2 separate regions of the Rattus norvegicus genome follow, and region 1 is linked to region 2. The links are chromatin contacts, called in public Hi-C maps. All regions are on one chromosome and are shown on one strand. The core of a region is the stretch at or near the end of the contact, and the rest is flanking DNA. Distances in the headings are between cores, read along the strand shown.

The links. Hi-C and Micro-C count contacts between places; a contact is called where the count stands out from the background.
Region 1: a contact with region 2 is called in a Hi-C map of liver, with 3 times the contacts expected there. The contact joins the promoter of Ramp1 here to the promoter of Mlph in region 2. A contact is called at or near these places in 4 of 12 Hi-C or Micro-C datasets (the A7r5 cell line, frontal cortex, liver and 1 more).

The regions. Positions count from the first base shown.
Region 1 is chr9:99,211,420-99,216,828 of GRCr8, reverse strand. It overlaps Ramp1 (receptor activity modifying protein 1), which reads right to left and starts at 3,713. Exons shown (of 3, transcript NM_031645.1): 1 at 3,623-3,713. The coding sequence starts at 3,674.
Region 2 is chr9:98,953,035-98,958,318 of GRCr8, reverse strand. Mlph (melanophilin) reads right to left here and starts at 3,142. Exons shown (of 16, transcript NM_001012135.1): 1 at 3,014-3,142.

The sequences.
Region 1 (5,409 bases), core at 2,464-4,963, 260 kb before region 2:
CTAGGACCTTGCTGACACTCTGTTTCACAGATGCACAAGCCCCTCAAGGAAAACAGAGTGGTGTTTACATACAAACCACACATCTGGCCATCTACAGTCCTGATAATCTCGAAGTGGCTTAGAATGCATGATGCCATCTAAATGCCATGGGGATAATTGTTAGATTACGTGTTTTCAATCCGCACTTCAGTCGCAGCGGCAGGTGTGGATGTGTGCCCCTGAGATCACACGTGTGTGGGAGCAGAGGGCAACTGCGGGCCGTGGCATTTACCAGCTTCCTGCACCGAGGCAGGGTCTCTCTGCTGCTCTTCTGCTGCATCCACAGATGAACGTGCCTGAGAGCTGCCAGACTCCCTTGTCTCTCTCAGCAACTGCCCGCAGGAGCACCGGCATGACAGAGCTTTGAGCGCCTTGTCTGGATTTCATGGGGATTCTGGGAATTCAAGCTCAGACCCACTGAGCTATCTCCCCAATTTTGCCATTGTTATTGTTGATAGCATTTTGATATTTTTTTTTTTTTGGAGATAAGGTCTCCCTATGTACTATGTAGTACAATCTGTCTGTTTTATAATCCTTCTGTCTCAGTCTCCTGGGCACCGGGATTATACGTGTGAGCCACCACGCTCAGGGTAAGAGTACTTCGACCATGTACGTGGCTGGTTGTAGCAGATATAATAGAGTGGAGGGCAGAGGGTCTGGTTAAAATGGGGCATTTCTGCACCTTGGCATCATGGACATTTGAGGGCATATCACTCTGTCATAGGAGTGGGGCATGTCCTGTGCTTTAAGGCACAGCTAAGGAGAGGTATTTACCAGGCTTCTAGCTGTCTTTTGTGTTGACACTGTTTGACCTCTGACACATAGAAAGTTAGACATTTGGCTCAAACTTGATGTGTTCTTGGGGTGGAGTCCAACTGGGGCTCAAGAGTTAGGAGGAGTGCATCTGTTTCTCTCACAGGGTGGGAAGCCTGTGGCCCGCAGGCTGCACACGGGCAACTGGCACTCAGGTCACGGACCCACCTTTTCCAGGGCTCCTGCAGAAAACTGACTGTGCAGCCTGTGAGCATTCCGGGGCCAGGCTTAGGCCAAAGCTCCAGTGAGGGTACAGCTTAGCAGGGCACATGGAATCTCAGAAAGGAGGGGCTGCGGGCTCAAGGGAGGGGTGTGGCAGGGCGAGCCTTTAGGGAGCCACTCCCTGGCTCAGTGGGATTCATACCACATGTGGCGCCCCTGTCACACACTACCAGATGCCAGCTTGGGTTCGTACAGAAACTATCAAATTGGTTCGTTTAGTGGTAAGTGTGGGGAAGCCACAGGAGACTTTTCCAATGAGTTATTTACCCCATGTAAGGATTGCATCTAAAATGTTTCCCTAAGTTACTGCAATCCAGCATGGTCGGCAGTCCCAGGATGGACTGACAATCTGAACACAGTCCCAGCATGCGTGCAGGGAAGTAAGACAAACACCAAAGAATCCCTCCCTGTCTCCAAGCTCACATCGATAGCAAGTAAACAGTGATTCAATTAGCAAGCTGGAGTCCTTGGATCTGGGACTCCAGACAAGAACCACGTCCAGATAAAAACAGCAACACAGCCACACGCCGACTTCCTGGGATGTCCGTTTCACTATATAGTTCAACAAATAGTCTGGACTCTCGGACCCCCCTTTCCAGGTCCCCAGCATGACAGACAAGGAAAGCATGCATTCCAGTACAGAAGATCCAGGAGCTGATCCACTGCATGCCCAAGTTTGCAAAAACAGGAGCTTGCAAGTTGTCCAAGCTGGCCTGCCTAGTATCCAGAGCTCATCTTTTCTGACTGCTGCAAAGCCTTTTGATGGTTATGCATGAATGTTTTTTAAACTGCACGTGGTCTCTCAGGAGATGCTTTATAAACACAACAGCACACAGAGGAGAGTCAGAGGGAAAAGAAAGAGACAGGTCTGCTGGGATTTTGATAACTATTAATAAAGCCAGCAGGTTGACTAAGAGAAGAAGCAGCTTGTTTACAAAACTGTCCCAGATCAAGATCTTAGTCCTGCAGATTAGCATACTTTAAGGAAAAACAGAAACCCTTCCACACAGCCATAAGAGATATCAAAGTCTATCACCAAGGAGATCTGGCCAGGAGCAGGGCTCATGAAGAACAGTGAGAGCTCAGTGATTCCGCTCATCGCAGCTGGGCTCCCAAGTCATTAATTCACCGATAACCTCATAAAGTTGTGTTTGTTCTCCCAAGACATAACATCAGCCAGGCCGCTCAGGGCTACGTCAGGAGCACAGGACATTGGACTGTGAGCAGAGCCCTTTTCTTGGTAAACACAGGCGGTCCTTACATGTGGTCAAACATAATGTTCTATTTACACAAGCCTTCCAAGATACAGACTCTGGTGCACTAGTAAAGAACCTTAATTTATTTGCTTATTCTAAAAAAAAAAGAAAAAAAGAAAAAAAAAGAAAGAAAGAAAGAAAGGAAGGAAGAAAGAAAGAAAAGGCCCAACCTGCTCCCTCTGTTGCTAATTTAGAAATGTTCATCTCTTAGGAAACTGAAGCTAAAATCCCACATCACGCCAAAAGGATCTGAACATAGCCAAAGAAAGACATCAACATTATTATAAGGTTTTGATTTTCATGCGAGTTTAGCCAACACATATAAGGGTCAAGATCCACCTTCTGATTCTATTACACAGAAACAGATTTTTTAAAATGCAGACCTGGCACTCCTCGGCAAGGACTACACACAGGGGAGATCTGCCCGGCAAATGGAAGGTCTCCAGTGCTGTTCCTGCCCAGTCACCGCGGACTCGCTACACTGCCCCAAGCTGCTGCCTTAGCTATAAACAGCACCAGGGGCCAACCTTCACCAGCACTAGAGCCTGTGTAGTGGGTGCCTCTGACCAACACCATGGGTTTGGGGAAAGACCACAAGAACCATTAAGCCACAGGCCTTTCCAGGGACACTGGACCGACTCTTTGTTTGCTTTCGTGAAGATGTAGCTGTGTGCCTGCCGTTTTGTCCAACAGGTATGGCAGTCCAGGGTCCTGACCGAATTTTGAGCGCATTACAGACAAGGGAACTGAGATGGGTTGGGTTGTTCTTGTTGGTCACTCTGGGCTACAGTTTCTGATCAATCTAAGGCAAAAACCCAGCAAGTCTGCCACCTCTGATATTTATTAGCAACAAGTGCCAAGTTAACAAGCCAACCACAAAATCCCCGTGATAATAACGGTCTCGAAAAGCAACTGCTGTAGGTTTCCAGTTGTAGTTAGTGTCGAGATCCCTAAGCTGTGGCTCTGGTTGAAGACTGCACATCTGTAAACTGCCTCTGGCTCAGAGAGCTTGTATCGGTTTGGAGAACTGAAGTGCAGGCAGGGGATCCCGGCTTCCCCATCCCTCCTGACAAGCAAGATGCCCGTTGTATGATCAAAAGTTGCTGATGCCTTCGGATGGCCAGCTGGGTGATGCGCCCAAGCCACCTTGTCTCCGTGGCAGCGGAAGGTGGTGCAGCCCCCTCTATCACCACTCTGCTGTCCTGCCGGAACCCATGCCCTGAGTAAGGTGCGTTCAGGTGTTGCCCTCCCGGCCCTAGGTCACCACCTTCGCTGCAGCCCGGGCTACTCACCCAGCAGCAGCCAGAGGCCGCGCCGCGGGAGGCCCCGCAGGCCGGGGGCCATGGCAAGCAGAGCCCCGCCGTCCCTGCGCCTTGCCGAGCTCTGCGCCCGCTGGAGACGCGCCGGGGGCGGGAGCTAGGGAGAGACCGCGCCCGGCCCACTGCGGCTCCCACGCCCGCGGCTGTCGAGGGCGGAAGCCGGCGGGCGGCACCTGAGGCTGGAGCGCAGCTGGGACTAGAGGGGAGCCTTCTGGAATGTCTGCAGGGCCAAAAGGCCTTGGAGGGTCTCCAGGTCCCCCAACCCAGCACCTAACTCTGTTCGGCAGCTATCCTGGGGTCTGCTCTGCAAACAGCCCATGGTCCCGTCTTCTGTGCCCGTGGGGTGCTGGGTGGTGGGGACAAAAACCAGCCCTGCCAACATCTGTAGGACAAGAAGTGGAGCCTCAGGAATGATGACCAGTGGGAACAAGGCTCCTTGGAGGGACAAAGGTGCGCTTGTCAGCAGGTGGTGACACAGCTAGGGTAGAGCAGCAGAGTGCATGGATACCGAACTTAGGGACAAAAGGAATTGCTAGGTAAAAAGGTGAGACTTCCGCTGGGGTTGGCTACTGGCACGACTGTTCATAGAATGGATCAGTAGTGGTAAGGGGGTCTTGGGTGTGTTAATATAAGCAAAAAAGGCTACGTAACACCGGCAATATGGGAAACCTGGGGCAGATGCCCAAAGTACCGGCTAGGTCTGACCTAGAGAGTCGTGGATGCAGCAGCTCCGACTAACTGAGCAGGTCTGCCCTCTGCACACAGCATTTGGGCAGACGATCACCGGCCCCATACGATGGCAGAAGCTTCACTCAGGCTGGGCCAGTTTACTTACGAAACTGCTGGGTGAGCAGCATTCCTGAGGAAAGGGAACAAGGCTGGAGACTGCTGCCACCTTCTGGCCAAACACTCAGGACCCTTAACGGCAACCAGTATTCATCCCGAACACAGGCCAAGCAGACGTTTGGGATCTATACCTATGTCCTGGGGACTCCAAATGTCCTGAAGTCAAGGGGACATGGGAAAGGGAACACATTCTTTTGGTTGGGCTAACCCTTAGTTTCGAACCCTGTGAAGACTTACTAGGAAGCCAGCCTCCTTTCACTGACAGACATGGGAGTAAGGGCAAGTCATGGCTGAAAACAGTGGAGCCCCGCCTTGTTCGGATCTTCCTTTCATGTCTGCAGCTGAGAATCTAGGCCATGAGGTTCTCCCCATTCACACAGAAAGGATGCAGCTCGTTGACACCTGGCCCTGGTGAGGCTGCCCTATGGCCTCTTCGGTCTATGAGATTTACTCACTTCAACAGCAACATTGGATCCCCTCCGGCAGGGAGGTCCATGTACCCACACTGGGTTAAAAGGCTGTCAGAGGGGGGTTGGGGATTTAGCTCAGTGGTAAAGCGCTTGCCTAGCAAGCGCAAGGCCCTGGGTTCGGTCCCCAGCTCCGAAAAAAAAAAAAAAGGCTGTCAGAGGGAGAGAGGCATTAAGGTAGAAGTCAGACAGTCTACAGATCAGTACCACACCATCAGTGGATACAGTTCCCAATTGTACACTGAAAAGTATCCATACCTCAGCAACTGCCTCAGGAGACAGTGCAAGGAGCTCTGAGAATAGGAAACCAGAGCAGCCTGGGGCTGCCTACTAAGTTTCCAGACCTTAGCAGGACGAGAGAAGCCAGAGTCCAGATGTCCAATCTAAGAAACAGAAAAGAGAATGCCTCAGGAACACATCTGAGAGAGGCAGAGAGCAGGCTTCAGG
Region 2 (5,284 bases), core at 1,893-4,392:
GTGGTGTCTGGCTTCTAAAGAACAGAACAAGACGTTCTTATTTGGTGGGTGACTGGGGCTCATTCATCCCGAATTCTCATCGTTTTAGAGCAAGTGTCTTACGGGTCACTCAAGCGCTATTCTTGGAGCAGACAAGCAGCGTGACCCTCAGCTGAGGGCTCTCACCCTCTCGCCCCCTGAAGTAGAAATCGAAGTCCATGGGCGCTTAAATCTTCAGTGTAAAGGAAAAGCCAAAGGAGAAACCACCTCTTGTCTTATCCTCAGAGTTTGACTTGACTAATAATTTTTAAAATTTATTTTTAAAATTTTTAAAAATTTATTAAGTTTTTAAATTATTAGCTTTTGAGGTTCGTCTACAAACTAACAGGCTTCATCAAGGCACCCTCATGAATATTTTGTCATTCTACAGATGAAGAATAATGCTCAGTGGCATTTTGAGGACACGCTGATGGCTTCACTGCCCAGCTCAGTCCAGCATAGGGTGTGCTCAGTTGAAGTGGGTTTGAAAGGGTAGCCCCTTGTCCGGGCATGGTCTGCAGCTCCCACCAAGCCAGTGCTCCTAGGTCATCCCTTACTTGCTCCTCACCAATGGCTCTGCTCTTGTACGTCTGTACTTATAACACAGTTGTAAGTGCAAAGGGCAGGGCATGTGCCAGACCGCTGGAAGGCTCAGGGCTGCCCCGAGTCTGGCCATGCAGGGGGGATGGGTACTTGTTGGGCAGGGTGATGCCTCCAGGCTCTGGCTGTTCCTTGTCTGTGCTGATAACCCAGTCACGAGCTTCCTGAGCCCCCAAGCACTCTCAAGTTCTCTTTGCTCCACTGCTTAGCTTTAATCCTGTTTCAAACCGCTGAGGTGCCAGCTGTCCCCATTACTTAATGATTACCATGGGGAGCGGGGAGGCATCGGAATGAGTGGCCAGCAGGAAGGAGAGAGGAGAGCTAAGAGGGAACCACCCAGACCTGGCTGCAGGGTTTCAAGCGAGTGCTGCCTTTATGTATTAAAGGCTTGAATGATCACTTTGGCCTCGCTGGAGGGAAACTTGTAGATAAAGACCTGGTTTATCTGCTTCTGGGGCCACCTATCCCAGAACCAGGTGCATCTGTGACCGTGAGCAAACAAACCGGGAAACAACTCATCGATGGCAGCCGACTCGGGCAGGCAGGTCCTGCTGATAAAGGTGTTAACAGGGGTGCCAGCTATGACTCCTTTGGAGCTGTCTCCAGAGCTTCTGGGTGTGTGTGTGTGTGTGTGTGTGTGTGTGTGTGTGTGTGTGTGTGTCTTACACCAAGGGGGTACTGGGGCCTCCAGACTCTAGGAGAGGGATGAGCATACCGCCACTCAGAAGCACCCCCCCACCCCCCACAGAAGTGCCAGGTGCCACCACGAAAGGCTTCTACAAGTCAGGCTGCCTGGCAGCACTTCCAGCTTGATTCTCATTGGTTCTGGGGGAGCCACACTTATCCATGGCTATCGGTTCTGATCTACATGCCGAGCTTCTACTCCAGGCCACGGCAAGACCTGAACCAAGGGCAGCTACAGAGTCTGCAGCTGGGCTTCCAAACCAGTTCGAGCCTAGGCAGCTTGGATCCAGACAGGTCCCTCCTGCTCTCAAGATCTCTGTGTCCCTGTCTCTACTGTGAGAGGTCGGGGCCCATGGGTAATCCTGCCACTGTCAGCTGGCATATGCTGAGTTGTTCCCCAGTCTGTTTACTCACAGCCATGGATGTGCCAGGTTCTGGGACGGGTGGCACTAGAAGCAGATAAGCCAATCTTTATCGACAAAGGTCTCCGGTCATCTCTAACCCAGTATGATGCTGGCATCTTAGACTTAAGAGGCACCACGGTGGTAGGGGGCAGTGTATATACATGTCAGGGATGTGTGTGTCTTCTTTCAAAAGTCGCTTTTGAAAAGAACAAGACAGTGAGCCCCTAAAAGCTGCTTTAACTGTACGGCCAGGACACATGGCCGTCCTGCATCAACTCTGAGGGGAGGGAAAATTATCACAAGCCTGTAGGCTTTGGGATCCTCTTTGCCCCTTCCTGACCTCACCTCTCTCAGCAGCTTTTCAGGGTCACTAGTGCTTCAGGAAAGCCAGTTTCTCGTGCGTGTGCTGGGTCCGGGTTCTCAGTGGGTACCGACCTTGGAGATGGGACACTGATCCCCCATCCTGCCTGGTGCTGATTTGATTCTAAGAAGTGACACCTTGGAGACTTGGGAATGGTGGTGGTGGTGGTGGTGATGTGGGGGTGGGGCGTGGGGTGTGATGCTCCTGGCCAGGAAAGCTGTTTGGTGTGTCTCAGTAAGGCCCTGTAATCAATTGGGGGATGGGTGGGTGTCAAATGACAAACATCTGGGCCAGGGAGCCATCAGGCCCAGGGGTGCAACAACCTCACTGCCCTGCTACCCCTGGTCTTTAGCCCATCCCTTTTCCCAAGACGTATGTCCTGGGAACTAGGGGAGTCTTGAACCCTCATTATCACTCAAAGCCCTCAGAAGTCCGCCCAGCATAAAAACATAACAGACAACCGAGTCTTCCTAGATCTGTGAGACTCAGCTCCCTCACAGGCTTGGACACAGTGGGGTGACAACCGAGGTGCCAACAGCCCACCCACCTTCTCACATTCTCATAATAAGGAGGAGGGCCCAGGGAAACGATGGTCCAACTAAAAATGATTCCACTAAGTCTGGTGCTTTCAGAGGTCTGGAGGAGGGCAGGTGCCTCCTTCGTGCACCAAGACTAGCTGGGCAGCCAGGAGGAAGTTTCTGTACAAATAACCTCTCACCCTGGGCTCCAGTCCAAGTCTCCAGTGGGCACCAGCTCTTAGCTCTAAGGAAGCTTTTGATTAAAACCAACCATTTAGCCCCAAATGAGCTCCCCAGTGGTTTAGCCCACTGTGACTGAGGCATCCAGAAGAAGCCCGGAGTTGGGGGTTCAGTGTCGCTACACCCTCCCGGGAACCAGATTCCCTCTCCTGGGAGCTCTGCAAGTCCCAGGTCTTTGGTGCACTCACCAGCCTCTCTCCTGGGATTGCTCAGCCTCTGGCTCTGGCTCTGTGAGTCCTGGCCTCTGCTCCTTTCTCTTAGGTCGTGAGAGAGAAACCCCAGGCACTGAGGCCAGTGTCCAGTCAGGGAGCACTGAGCTAGACAGAGCTGAGTGCAGGGATCCAGTCAGCTGTGGCACCAGTCCTGCCCAGCTTGCGGCTCAGATCACGTGGGCTACTCCTGTCCCGCCCAGCTCCGGGTTCACCGTGCACCCCAGGGTGCCTGGACAGGCCAAGAGCGGAGCAGACACCGGTGGCCCTCCTGAAAGGCGCTGAAGTGGGTGTGGAGGACAAAGCCTCCTTGTCCTGAGCGGGTTGAGAGCTGCACACACCTCGGATTTGTGCGCTCAGTTCCCTCACTGAGCTCTGGTCCCCCTTAGGAGGAACCTGTTGGCAAACCACACCCTCCGGGAACGCGGTACCTCCTCGAATACCCATTTTAACTCATTACTTAGACAGCTTCACAGAGAAACTGAGGATCAGAAAAGCGCCCTACCCAAAGTCACCAACTAGTCAGTGAGACTGCAAGCCCAAGGTTTCCAGTCGCGAGTCCTCCAGGGCCTCAGATGGATTCCCAAGCATCCCCCACCCCCAAATGAGCAGCCTGGCCAGGGCTTTCACTACTGAAAAAAGCTCGGAAGTTCTGTGGTCTGATAACTCTCCACCCAGAGATCTGCCCGGACGTTGAAAGAACCATACCTCGCCCAATGCGCCAGCGTACGAGAATCTTAACCCTGTTACAAAAGCACACTTAGCCAAGTGTGTGCTAGTTCACACACAAAATCCCAACGCTTGGGAGGCAGAAGCAGGAAGATTGCTGAAATTTTCAGACCAACCTGTGCTAGTATTGAGTTCCAGCCAGGCCAGCCTGAGCTACAGAGAGAGCCCTCTACTCTTTAGGGATGAGTTTTACAACTCAGTTCTGGCATCTGCAAAATAGAGACAGGGACATAAGTAATAAATAGCTCCAGGGAGGACAGAGTGATAGTAGCATTTATTCCCCATCAGCAGAAGAGGAAAGGGAGCCTTAGAAGGCATGCATTAGGTCATCTGCAGATGTGTGTGTGTGTGTGTGTGTGTGTGTGTGTGTGTGTATGACTGAATATGTGATTGTGTGTGTGTTTATGTGTGTTTACATATGACTGAGTACATGATTGTGTGTATGCATATGACTGAGTATGTGATTCTGTGTGCCTGCATGACTGAGTATGTGATTGTGTGTGTGTGTGTGTGTGTGCATATGACTATGTGATTGTGTGTGTGCATATGACTGATTATGTGATTGTGTGTATGTGTATGTGTGTATATGACTGAATATGTGACTGTGTGTGTGTGTGTGACTGTGTGTGTGTGATTAAGCAGCTGTCTGACTTGGGGTTCCTGGGAGAAGCATGACTTTTTGGCTGCCTCACCCTGGGCAGGCTGCCTGCCTCCCTCAGGTTCACTGCTCTCCGGCACCTGTGTTAGTAATAAAGTCAACGCAGTCAGTTGTTTTGGACTCAATCCTCACAGTCCAGCGTGGAGTCCGTCACATGGTGAGCTTCTGACAAAAACTCACTAAGGCCAGCAGAAATTTGTTGCATCCTGTCTGAGGACATAGGCCTTGTACTTCATGGTTGCTTGATGTCTACTGGTGGACAGATTCTTTTTGTAAAGATAATTTCTCCACAGATATCATTGTAGCTACTAATGTCAACATTGTGTATTGAGTGTGATTTATATGGTACAGATATGATTGCACCTCCACTAATATACTCAGAACAATTATCCCCAGAATAAAAACGAAGTGTGGAATTTCAATTTGAGTCAAAGAGTATATAGAATTTGGAAGCAATTTTAAAATTGGGGAAGTAATCTCAAAGTTATAGAAAGTTGTGAGTGTGACACAAAGGACTCCCCGTTTCCCTCAGGCACTTGTGGGGGACTTACGGATGGACATGTGCCAGTGTGTACTGAGCCAGGATGACCTTCTACAGAACTGAAATTCAATCAGTGAAACTTGACACTTTTGGGAGCTTTTGCCTTTTGTAGACTTCCTGACTCCATGACATTCTCACGGACATGCCAAAGGGTCTGGTCCAGAATCAGTCGTGCTAGCAGCCATCACCCATGTACATATATGTATGTGTACTTTGATGTATGCTAGTGTGGTACAAACATGTATGTGTATATGAGTGTGCATGAGGAGGCCAAGAATGTACACTTTTCTATCACTCTCCACCATATTCCCACGAGACAGCA